2 separate regions of the Xenopus tropicalis genome follow, and region 1 is linked to region 2. A link is a contact called in public Hi-C data. All regions are on one chromosome and are shown on one strand. Each heading gives the region's core, a stretch centred on a gene start, on an enhancer-like site or on the middle of the called end of the contact. The rest is flanking DNA. Distances are from core to core; before and after follow the strand shown. Region 1 holds the start of rhbdd3 (rhomboid domain containing 3). Region 2 overlaps rasl10a (RAS like family 10 member A).

Region 1 (5,358 bases), core at 1,435-3,934, 56 kb before region 2:
TAAATCTGCCTCTAAGCTCTGCCACACCTGTACACATAAATAACAGTTCACATAAACGTTTTTGCCAGAAATGTGTGACGTACAAGTTATTATATTTTTTTTCAAAGTATCTGCTCATAGCTTTCTTAAAACAAATACTTTACCTAAATATACATATTTTAGTTTCAACCCTCTCTCTCTACATATATACATCTTTCTTTTAGCTTTTATTATGGACCAAATACTGCAGTGAACAACAGACCTATACTAAGACCATGTTGTTCATCAATTATATTAAATATAGCTCTTTAAAATACTAGCAAAGCTAAAAAAAAGTTGTGAAATGAAACACGACAATTAACTTTGTTTAGAAGGAACACTCAGTCTCTATGATTATATATATTCCCCTGGGCCAACATTTCTGTTCACTCTCAAGCGTACCCAGGTAGAATATTCTCTACAATGTAATTTTCAAGACATTTAAAACCTACATTGTGCTAATATTATTTTCAACTATGGTAGGGCTGCCAAATTCAACAATTGTATGGGTTTTTATGGATATCTAAACTAAAAACATAATTCAGATAATTTTTTAAATCTTCTTAAACTAACACAGTTCCTTGTGTTTTTTGGTACTAAGAGCAAGTTGATCATGAAACAATTATATGAAATTGCATGAAACATTTTTTATCATATGTCTATAAATGAAAAGCATGCTGGACAGGAAATGGGTTGATCTGTATAGTGTCCCTTTAAAACAGCTTTCTTCCAGGGCTTCACATACTCATCGTACTAAATACACAGGCCTCCCTATCTGAAAAACCACGGCTGTAATTTTAATAAATTAACCAGGTGTGTGCAAATAATACCATTATACAGTATTAACCTAAGTGCAATGCTTTATCTTAGAGATGCAAAAGTAAAATATAGACTCTTGATTCTAGTATAAAATTTTGGGTTATTGAGGTTTAACCCATCATGCACCAACTTATTTACTTATCATTGGACCATTACAATATAAGAACCCTATTACATTTTAACAATAGTCAAATTAATCAGGAGCCAATTAACCTGTCTCTATGTTTTTAGAGGGATGAAACTGAAGTACCCAAAGGAAATCCACAAAGAAACAAAAATACTCATATATTGTTCCCAGGTCAGAAGCCAAATTAGGATTTATGCGCAGCAATGGTTAAAGAGAAAGCATGTTTAGTTCTGCCTTTGCATTTGCTGGGCTGTACCATGTGAGAAACTAGAAAAGGAACAAACAAGGTGTAAAAAATAAATATTATGATTATGATGTTTGAAGCTTAATTCAAATATATGTGTTTTCTCAAAATGGATATATTCTTGAGATGTACTGGTGTCACTACATCAGCCCATGTGCATCCACATGGAGCAGATTTCAGTGCCAAAATGCATGCTCGCACAGAATGGGCATTCTCCCAATGCCAGGTTTAAAAAGTTTATTATCAGTGATAGCCTACTGCGAAAGTTGGCCAAATCAAGGCCCTTTCTTCGCCTCTCCCAGTACTGTAAATATGAGTGAATTCTGTAAAATCTAGATGGTTTGACATGTCTGCATTATACAGGGAGCTTACCCTTCTAGTGGTTATTAACCAGCTCCTCCTCCCATGCTTGTTTGAAATAACCACAGGAATTTGGAAAGTGAAACTACTTTCAGGCTTTGTCCTATTCTGTGCAAGAAATAACAAAAACCATAAGTATTTATTATATAAAACAATACAGTACGTTCAGCATAATCTATTGTTTTACTTAATGCTTAACATTTATACATAAAATGAAGCAGTGAATTATCAAGCAGTTGCGAAGTCCCCCTGCAAAAAAACTATAGAGGAGCCTAGCACAACCCTGCTCCCCCTCACTGCCCTCTCATGCACATGTGTGCCCACTGGCTGTGGCAAATGCACTCATTTTCCAGTATTTAAGTGGCTGGGGAGAGGAATTTCTGTGCAGCAGACACTACAGTCCAGCCCACCCTGTCCACCAGGTGACATCAATTAAATAATCTATATTATTTTCAACACTGAAAGCTGTCAGGACCTTAGATGTAAGCTCCTCTGAAAGGTTGTCATGTTTTCTGGAAAAAAATACTTGCCTTACTATATTTTTATTTTCTTTCCCTATTATTAATATTGGTATGAAGCATACATTTTACCAACCATGTGGCAACCCTAGAACAGACATATATATAACCTCAGGAATATGTCAGCGCTATATCAAGAGTAATACCACTACTAATGACCATTTTCAAAGGCCAGACTGGAAACTCGTTCATTCTAGTCAGTATACATAATTTATTGCAGCTACAACCTTTGCATATTTAGAGATATAGGTAGACAGCTACTGTAAACAAATACCTTGTAAAGCAGTGACTACCACCAATATGTCATTGTTTTACAGGTATTACCACACCTACCCCTAACATCAGCCATTTTACTTTTCCCCTACCCATAGGCTCCGTAACGTATCACAGCCCACTATTTCACATGGAATAAACCATCCATTCTACCTGATGGAAGCGCTAACAACAGACTATTTGCATTTTGAGTTTCCAGCTCGCGCTGACTCTTAATGCAAGCCTCTTTTTATGTTTTAATTACATGCGACATTTTAAGCCTGATTGCTGTGTGTGGATCAAAAATCTTACCTCCCCTCTTCTTAAGCGCAAGTGGTTTGGTCCACACGTAGAGTACTGCGCAGGCGCAGCGCGTGTTCTACCACACAGGCGCTGCGGCGGTTGAAGGCACACAAAATGGCGTCTACCGGTAAGTATCTGAAACTACAAATGGCGTTACGATTATTATTCATACGGTTGCATTCCGGAAATGTGTTTTCAGTGTTGGTTTGTTTCTATATGCGGACCCTCTTGTTTATAGTTAAATATAGTTACGTGTATGCGAAATATAGGGGGCTTTCGCTGTTTCCGCTTAGTTAGGCCCCACTTACAGACGTGTTTTAGGAAGCGGCGTTAATGTTGGGGCTCTTACCGTGCAGCTCTCTGGCTGTACCCCCAACTACAGTTTTCGAGCGCCATGTTTAAAGCAGTTGGAGAGCATCGTATTGTGGCGCCGCAGTGTTATTAAGTAACAGATGTGCCCATTGTGGACGGGGCAGAGCAGTTCCCCCCATTGATTCTTGTGACGCAGATCGATATTGATCGCAGCGGACGCAAATGTATTGGATCACGTAGATATAAAACATGTTAAAAAAAAAAAGTGATTGCCGAACTAAATACGCTTGAATTTCCTCCAAGTACGCGAGTAAATGCGAAGTGCTCATGTGGGCGAACGCAAGGTGAACCCGCTGTTCATGTTTGTTTACTGTGCTTATGAATGGCAATATGTAATCACCCATCGTTCATAAAGGATCCTGAAAGTTAACTTGGTATCCTTTTCGCACTTCCATATATTTGACGATCACCATCAGACCTGAATTTGTAGAAAGATATTTTTGAAGCCAGTATATTATCTGGGGACAGTTTATAATCCCCTGCATTATGGCAGTACTGTAAAATGTAACATGTGCAAATACTAGTTTTTCTGGAACACTTCACAAAGCCTCTTCTCCCTTCCCTCCTCTTAGTGTCAACATATTCCACAGGGCATTTCAATAATAAAAACATTGTTAACATCAGTCCCTGCCCAATGCAGGGGCACAAGGCCAGATCTGATTGTTTGGGGCTTGCCCGCTCTCCTAAAATGGTGGGTTAACTTATTTTAGGCCTATGTGGGATATGGAGACAAATCAATATGTAGCTGCAACATGCAATTGTCTGACTTGAACCTGGAAACATTTTCCTATTTTTGGGTTTATGTGATGCATATGGGAGGTTTTCATCTGAAGAACACCTAAATCTACCTGTACAGGTATTGGACCCCTTATCCGGAAACCCATTATCCAGAAAGCTCCAAATTATGGAAAGGCCCTCTCCCATAGACTCCATTATAAGCAAATAATTTAAATTTGTAAAAATGATCTCCTTTTTCCATGTAATAAAACAGTACCTTGTACTTGATCCCAACTAAGATGTAATTACCTCTTATTTGAGCCAAAGCAATCCTATTGGGTTTAATTACAGTTTAAATAAATTTTTTTAGCAGCCTTAAGGTAGGAGATCCAAATTACAGAAAGACCCCTTATCCAGAAAACTCCAGGTCCCGAGCATTCTGGATAATGGGTCCCATACCTGTACTATCTTTCACTGAGTTTAACAAAGTGCCTACAATTGGCCTAAAAGAGGATTTGAATGTATATTTTTTCTAAAGCTTTAGTTCAGTGGTTCTCAACCTTTCGACCCTTTCACAGGGGTTGATTAAGACCATCGGAAAACACAAATCTCCGATGGTCTTAGGAATAATTTTATGGTTGGGTGTCACCACAACATGAGGAACTGTATTAAAGGAACAGTAACACCAAAAATGAAAGTGTATTTAAAATATAATGTACTGTTACCCTGCACAGGTAAAGTTGTGTATTTGCTAAAGTAACAGTACTATAGCTTATATAAATAAGCTACTGTGTAGCCATGGGGGCAGCCATTCAACCTGGAAAAAAGGAGAAAAGGCACAGGTTACATAGCAGATAACAGATAAGCTCTGTAGAATATAATGGGTCTTTATCTGTTATCTGCTATGTGCCTGTGCCTTTTCTCCTTTGAATGGCTGCCCCCATGACTACACAGCAGCTTTGTTTATATAAACTATAGTAGTCTTTCTGAGGCAAAAACACCAGCTGTACCAGCATAGGGCAACAGTACATAATATCATAATTATTTTTATACACTTTCATTTTTTGGTGTTACTGTTCCTTTAAAGGGTCGCGACGTTGGGAAGATTGAGAACCACTGCTCTAGTTTATGTAGCACTGTACAACAGAACAATAAATAAAACAAAGCAGTGGGTCATCAAATTAATAGTTAAATACAAAGTGTGAAAATAAATAAAAGTAGATACAAAGTTTTGTGATAAGTTAAGAATCAGACATGAGGAGAGAGATTCCTGCCTTGTAGAGATTAGTCTAAATGGGAGGGTAAATTACAGACACAAATAAAAAGGATAAGAGTGCTGCAGGTTACAGTGGGTGACGCTGCTATATATGTACTAGTATCCACATCAGATGCTGTGGTAGTCTTTGAACTTAGTTCTGAAAAGGCTGAGGGAAGGTTCTCTAGAGAAATTCAGGGATGGCATTCCAAATATAAGGAGCAGCAAGGCAGAAATGTTTTAAGGTGGGAAATGGCAGCAGTAGTAGTGGGGGGCGCGACCAAACAGTTGCTCTGAGAGGAGTGGAGGAATTGGCCAGGAACATATGGAGACAAGAGCAGAAATGCAGAGGAATGAAGGGCTTTTAAAGGTT
Region 2 (5,824 bases), core at 1,074-3,573:
AAGACAACCTATGAACAAGGGAAAAACCCACAGGCTTTGGTGTGCATTTGCTGAATGAAAATGCTTTCTGTCCTTTAGGAACACTGCATATATATATAACAGAAGAATAAGCACAACACTCACAGGACTTGATAGTGAAAAAAAACTGATCCTTTATTTGTGCAAAATAAAGGATCAGTTTTTCCACTCCTGTAAGTGTTGTGCCTATTCTTCTGTTTATATTTTGATCTCCATACTTGGCACCCAGGCAGTCACCCAGACAAGTTTGGGCTAGTGCTCTATTTTTTTGAGAAAGGCTGAGGTTTTTAGCCGAAACATCAGTTCACCACTTTAATAAATTATTTTTGATTGCACCTAAGTCCTGTGAGAGCAGCTTCTTCGTTATCTCTCTCTCTCCCTATATATATATATATATATATATATATATATATATATGTACTATTATATATGTACTATTAACTGTTCCACATCCCAACTACTGACTTACCCTTAACAACAACACCAAATACATAAAATATTCCTCAAATACTGACATATTGCTTTTAAAGTATATTGTATGTAGTATATAAAGATGTGGGCCAGATGGAAGCAAATATTCTCAGTCAGTTACAGAGCTGATATGGAATTGGCCGACATCTGTGTTCTATGGGAAATATAGACTGCCGATATCACTGTATAAGAACAAAATCAGCAGGGACTTTTTTTAAGCAATAAGAGAATGATAAATGTGAGCAGTACAGGCTCTGTGGAACAATAGGTGGAGTGATTGAGGGGCAGGGAGGGAGCAGTGGAAAAGCAAACAAACAGCAGATGTTATTAGTATGGAACATTAGAGATTATATATATATATATTTTGCAATAGTATTGTATTATACTGCAGGTTTTACACAGGGACCATAGGGAACAGTTCTATGCAGTATTTTCAAGAATCATTAAAGGAACAGTAACACCAAAAAATGAAAGTGTATAAACGTAACTAAAATATAATGTGCTGCTGCCCTGCACTGGTAAAAGTTGTGTGTTTACTTCAGAAAGTCTACTATAATTTATATAAATAAGCTGCTATGTAGCCATGGAGGCAGCCATTCAAAGGAGAAAAGGCACAGGCACATAGCAGATAACAGATAAAACACTATTGTATTCTACAAAGCTTATCTGTTATCTGCTATGTAACCTGTGCCTTTTCTCCTTTTTTCCAGCTTGAATGGCTGCCACCGTGGCTACACAGCAGCTTATTATATAAATTATAGTAGAGTTACTGTAGCAAACACAGCAGTTTTACCAGTGCAGGGCAACAGTGCATTATATTTTTATTACTTTAAAGCTCTTTCATTTTTTAGTGTTACTGTTCCTTTAAGGAAGGCAGCATAAAGAAACAGAAATAGATCATGCGCAATAGAAAAAACTATCCTTATACTGTATATATGGAACAAACAGGATGAATTGAAAAAATAGTTATAGGAGGCAGCAGGAGACATACAGTCATATAACAGGAGGTCTGTACCATAATGCATTTAAATACACAACATACAGACTGGCAGGTGATGAATGATATATTGTCTTAATGGCCCATCTACATGGATAGCCAAATAGCTCTGGTCTGTCTGTTTATCCATTGGCCCAGATGCTTGTATGTATAATCTATACAGATCTGCTGATGCAAGGTGGTCTCTAAAACTCCCACTATGGCCATGAAAGCCCAAACTGAGTTAAATCAGCCAAACCATTTAATAATATATGTCCATGCACAGTCACTTTAGAAAAATGAATGCCGCATCCTATGGCATCTTGCATGGTGGGCAGCAAACCCTGCTTGGGGACACTCAGGGGCAGATTTATCAAAATGTGAAATTAGAGCTCAGCACAGTAAAATTTCCCCACTTTACCCCATTTATTTCTATGGGATTTTTAGATGTGTATTTATCAATGGGTGAATGCTAACTTTGACCCATCAATACACCTCTAAAAATCCCATAGGAATGAATAGAGTGGGGGATTTAGTCGCACTTAAATAAATCTGCCACTAAGTACAATTACTGTGTTTCCATTCAGTATGACTGAGTAGTAGACTCTTGATACTATATATTTGTTTTTTTGCTTGAAAGGACTTTATTCTTTCTTTTTCATTGAATATTTTATGTCATGCTATTCTAATTATTTGTAAAATATTTAACCCAACCCACAGTTTCTGCAGAGAAAACACTGTGCTAAAATCTTTGCTAATGGCTCCAGACAACAATGAAAGCAGCCGTCTCAGTATTCTCCATCAGCCAAACAGCCCGCCTATGACACAACAATGCAGATAAGAGATAAGAGCTGCTGTGTTTGCAGTACACATGGCTGTTTTGGATGTTTGATACGCCTTATTGTTAAGTAGACCAAACAGTGCTAAAGAAATAGTCTCCATAGACTAACACTGCATTGTCTAATAGGTACTCATACCATTGCCCTTGGTCTACCATAGATCATTAAGCTCCTGAAACAGCCCTGCGTACCATGATCCCTACACCTTGACTAATGCCATGCAAAGACAAGTCCCTAGAGAGATGAAAAATACAACTTTTCACATTAAGCAACAATCTACCCAGAATCCTTCCTGGCAGCACAGGGAGGTTGGCAGTCAGATTTCTAGGAACCTATCATGGGAGACATGAGGGAATGGATAGCTATAACTCAGCCTGTATCTAGATCCTGTGCAGGGGAATTAAACAGTCTCAGCTGAGAACCTTCACTTAGTATCCATTGCATTCACTTCACCCACATTACATATTAAAAATTGTCCATAACACACCAGCGTAGTGATAAATGATAATAATTTATTGTATGTTGACTTAATGGATGACAAGTCATTTTGATGACAAGCAGGATTTGGGAATTTGGGGCATACAGTATTTAAGAAACAGTATTAATGTTGTTCTTTTACTTCTTTCTTTCCTTTCTCTATATTAGTTTCACAATGCCACTGCAACCCCCCCCCCCCCGTCGGTATATTCTCTTACAGATGTGCAGTATTTTCTTGGAATTCTAAACAAATACATTAAAGAGGGTGTTACATTGAGTGCCTTTCTATAATACTTGCTAAGCTTCTATTCTCCCCTCAGCTATTTTTGTAAATGTCAAGAACACCAAATGCCTGAGTAAATCACAAGTAAACTTCAACGAAAAAAACACTCACCAAAATCATATTCTCATAGGTAGAAATAATGAAAAAAAGAACACAACTGTAGATTGTAAGTGCACCTCTAAATGATTTGTATCCTTTCTCAATAGAAGGGTATTTGGGGAGGCAGAGAGCTCTGTATATTCCCTTGTAAGCCTGTGCAGCTGCTGGAGTCTGCTAATGTCAGATGCACAGATGTGTATGTACAATACAGAGACAAATATCTGCTTATATATGGGGAGTGACAATGAATGTCTACTTGTCAATGTCTAGAAGATGTGTGGTCTCTTGCTGCTGAATAAACTACCTTGGAAATGACATTGCTGTTGTGTGTTCTGTTCCTGGAAGTACATGGAGAAGCCAAATGGATGCTTTGGCCATCTTATATGTATGTTTGGTGACATTAAGAAAAAATGGAGAATTATGAATGGGCGGATGCAGCAATTGAGACAGTGACAGACTCGAGAGTGAGTCCTGATGCTGTATAACTGTGTCTATGTTCATGACACTGACACAATTATGAGAGAGCCCTTCAGTGTGAGCATGATTGTACAATGTTTCTTGGATAATAGTGCTTGGCCTGCTCACATGATGCTGCACCGCTCCCGGTGAAGTGCCCCTTGGAGGCAGATGCTGGGGCTGGTGCTTCTGCCCCTGGTTGTTGCACTGATGAGAAGCTCCTTGAATAGAAGAAGAATGTGCCAGTTGCTTCGGGCAGAGCACTCCAGGTATCCACACTTCCAGCTCTTCTTCACCAGCACAGACAGTACATGGCGTGGGGCAAAGCGATGCTTCTGCTGATCTCTTTTATTGCCAACTACTACTATTAAGGGGCTTTTGTTTGTGCTGTGAAGATAATAAAGTGTCAGTCCCACAGTATTTCTGGCCTTTATCATGATATATGCCAGTGCCTTCCTAACCTGTGCACAGCTGGCCCCTTCATCTCCCCTATAGAGAAAAACACTCACCCACTCACTGCACTCACCCATTATCAATACATATAGAACATTAAGACATTCTTTGCATTATGCTACCAAGATGTGCCCTCCCCTTTAAACAAAACAGGGATTGTTTGTCCATATTTAAACCCAACATGGATCCCATCAGTTTGCAGAAAAAATGATATGGGCAGATTTCTATAGTTCTGATCGTTTGTGCAAAGTGCATGAACAATCTGAACAGCAGGAACTGACGAAGCACTGGCCGACATGGTGCATCTGCAGATGAAATGTTTAAACCTGCCATTCTCTGAACCAGGTGATATCCACATGCACAGGCCATCAGTTTTGAACCATTTTATCTGCGTGTATGGCTACAGTTATCATTATTCCCTGTCTATGCATTCAGCAATGTCCAACTAAACTCAATGCTTCTTGTCTTTAAAGTGTATTGTTTTTCCATCAAAAAAATGTTTTTTAGCCAAAAAAAAATCTATACATTGAATTCCCAGGAAGTAATGTGGCTGGAGCAACAGACAATTTAGGGAAAAGCCCTGGGTTACAAAACTACCTGACCTGTCCAGGATTTGTTGCCTCAGTAGCTTCACATGGTGGAAACTCTCAGGACTGCAGATGTCAAAAACCAAGATGAAGGCTCTGCTGTTCCTCAGGCCACGGAATCGCGGATCCATCCACTCCTGGGGAAAGAGCCCAAACGTTAAAAGAAAAATATGTTTAAAGGTATTCATATTTATACTGTAAGTGGCTAGGAGTATCTGATCACTATTAAAGGGAATGTACACCCAAAAATGTTTTCATTTAATATTTAATAAACATTTTTAATGGCTTATAAGTTTGCATGTGCAGTATCTGTTTATCCCTTTCTGTTTATCCCATCTGTTTCAAACAATGTAGAAGTCAAGTTCTCCTTCATGTGTGTTAATGTCGGTTTAAATGTTATTTGTGAATGTAATTGCTATTGAAAGGAGAATATTTGTGTCCCTTGCCATTCTCTGCACTGCTGTTTCTGACTATACACACAATGTAGCAGAAGCCAACTGATTAACAACCCTGTGAAGAGGCATGCATAGCACTGTAGGTCTTGAGTGGGGAAGCACTGATTCTGTCTCATCGTATCAAGAGCCAAAAGCAGCAATACAGAAAGGGGCAGACTAATAGAGATTTAAATAGCAATAACATATACAACTGACAATGTTTAATGAATGAATATAAGAATATTGATGAGAATTACAGTTCTTTCATTTGACATTTATTTACATCTCCTATAAAGTACCTTTCTCTTCTGACACTGTCAAGGTAACAAGGCAATATTACATTACCTCATGAAAGCCCTCTGATGCCGTATGTGAAATATTTCACTGAAAACCGGTCTGACTGCATTGCTTGGCATTTACTGGGTGCCACGTGTACAAACGCTTGCCATCTACTTAGCCAAGTCAATAAACAGGTACTTAGAAATGTAAAGATTTTCAGATAAAAACTAAAGCATGAATGGCCTAATCTGTTCCTTCTCTCTTGCAGAGAGTTACCTGGCTCCGTGATATGCAGTCACAAACAGAAGGGTTCAGAAGCAATGTCCTTTGTGACCTTGCGTATGGCCTTTATCTTATTGTGGGGTGGTCATGAAGGGATGAAGGTTATAAAGGTTTAAATTATCTTTAATGCTATATTACACTGCAGAAGCAGATCACTACTGGGACCAATG

Evidence for each region. Hi-C and Micro-C count contacts between places; a contact is called where the count stands out from the background.
Region 1: a contact with region 2 is called in a Hi-C map of neurula embryo, with 1.9 times the contacts expected there. The contact joins the promoter of rhbdd3 here to the enhancer-like site in region 2. A contact is called at or near these places in 3 of 5 Hi-C or Micro-C datasets (brain, gastrula embryo and neurula embryo).

What each region holds. Positions count from the first base shown.
Region 1 is chr1:144,957,083-144,962,440 of UCB_Xtro_10.0, reverse strand. rhbdd3 (rhomboid domain containing 3) reads right to left here and starts at 2,684. Exons shown (of 7, transcript NM_001044516.1): 1 at 2,651-2,684; 2 at 1,581-1,676. ewsr1 (EWS RNA binding protein 1) reads left to right here and starts at 2,753. Exons shown (of 17, transcript NM_203978.1): 1 at 2,753-2,768. The coding sequence starts at 2,756.
Region 2 is chr1:144,899,975-144,905,798 of UCB_Xtro_10.0, reverse strand. It overlaps rasl10a (RAS like family 10 member A), which reads right to left. Exons shown (of 4, transcript NM_001005037.1): 3 at 4,675-4,796; 4 at 2,797-4,006. The coding sequence ends at 3,745. Among named protein-coding and RNA genes, the nearest start is that of rasl10a, 5.6 kb to the right of the region's middle. Within about 2 kb of position 2,323, at least 3 of the 11 cell types and tissues checked have an H3K27ac peak or open chromatin away from gene starts, as enhancers often do. A contact at or near this core is called in neurula embryo, where this site is marked.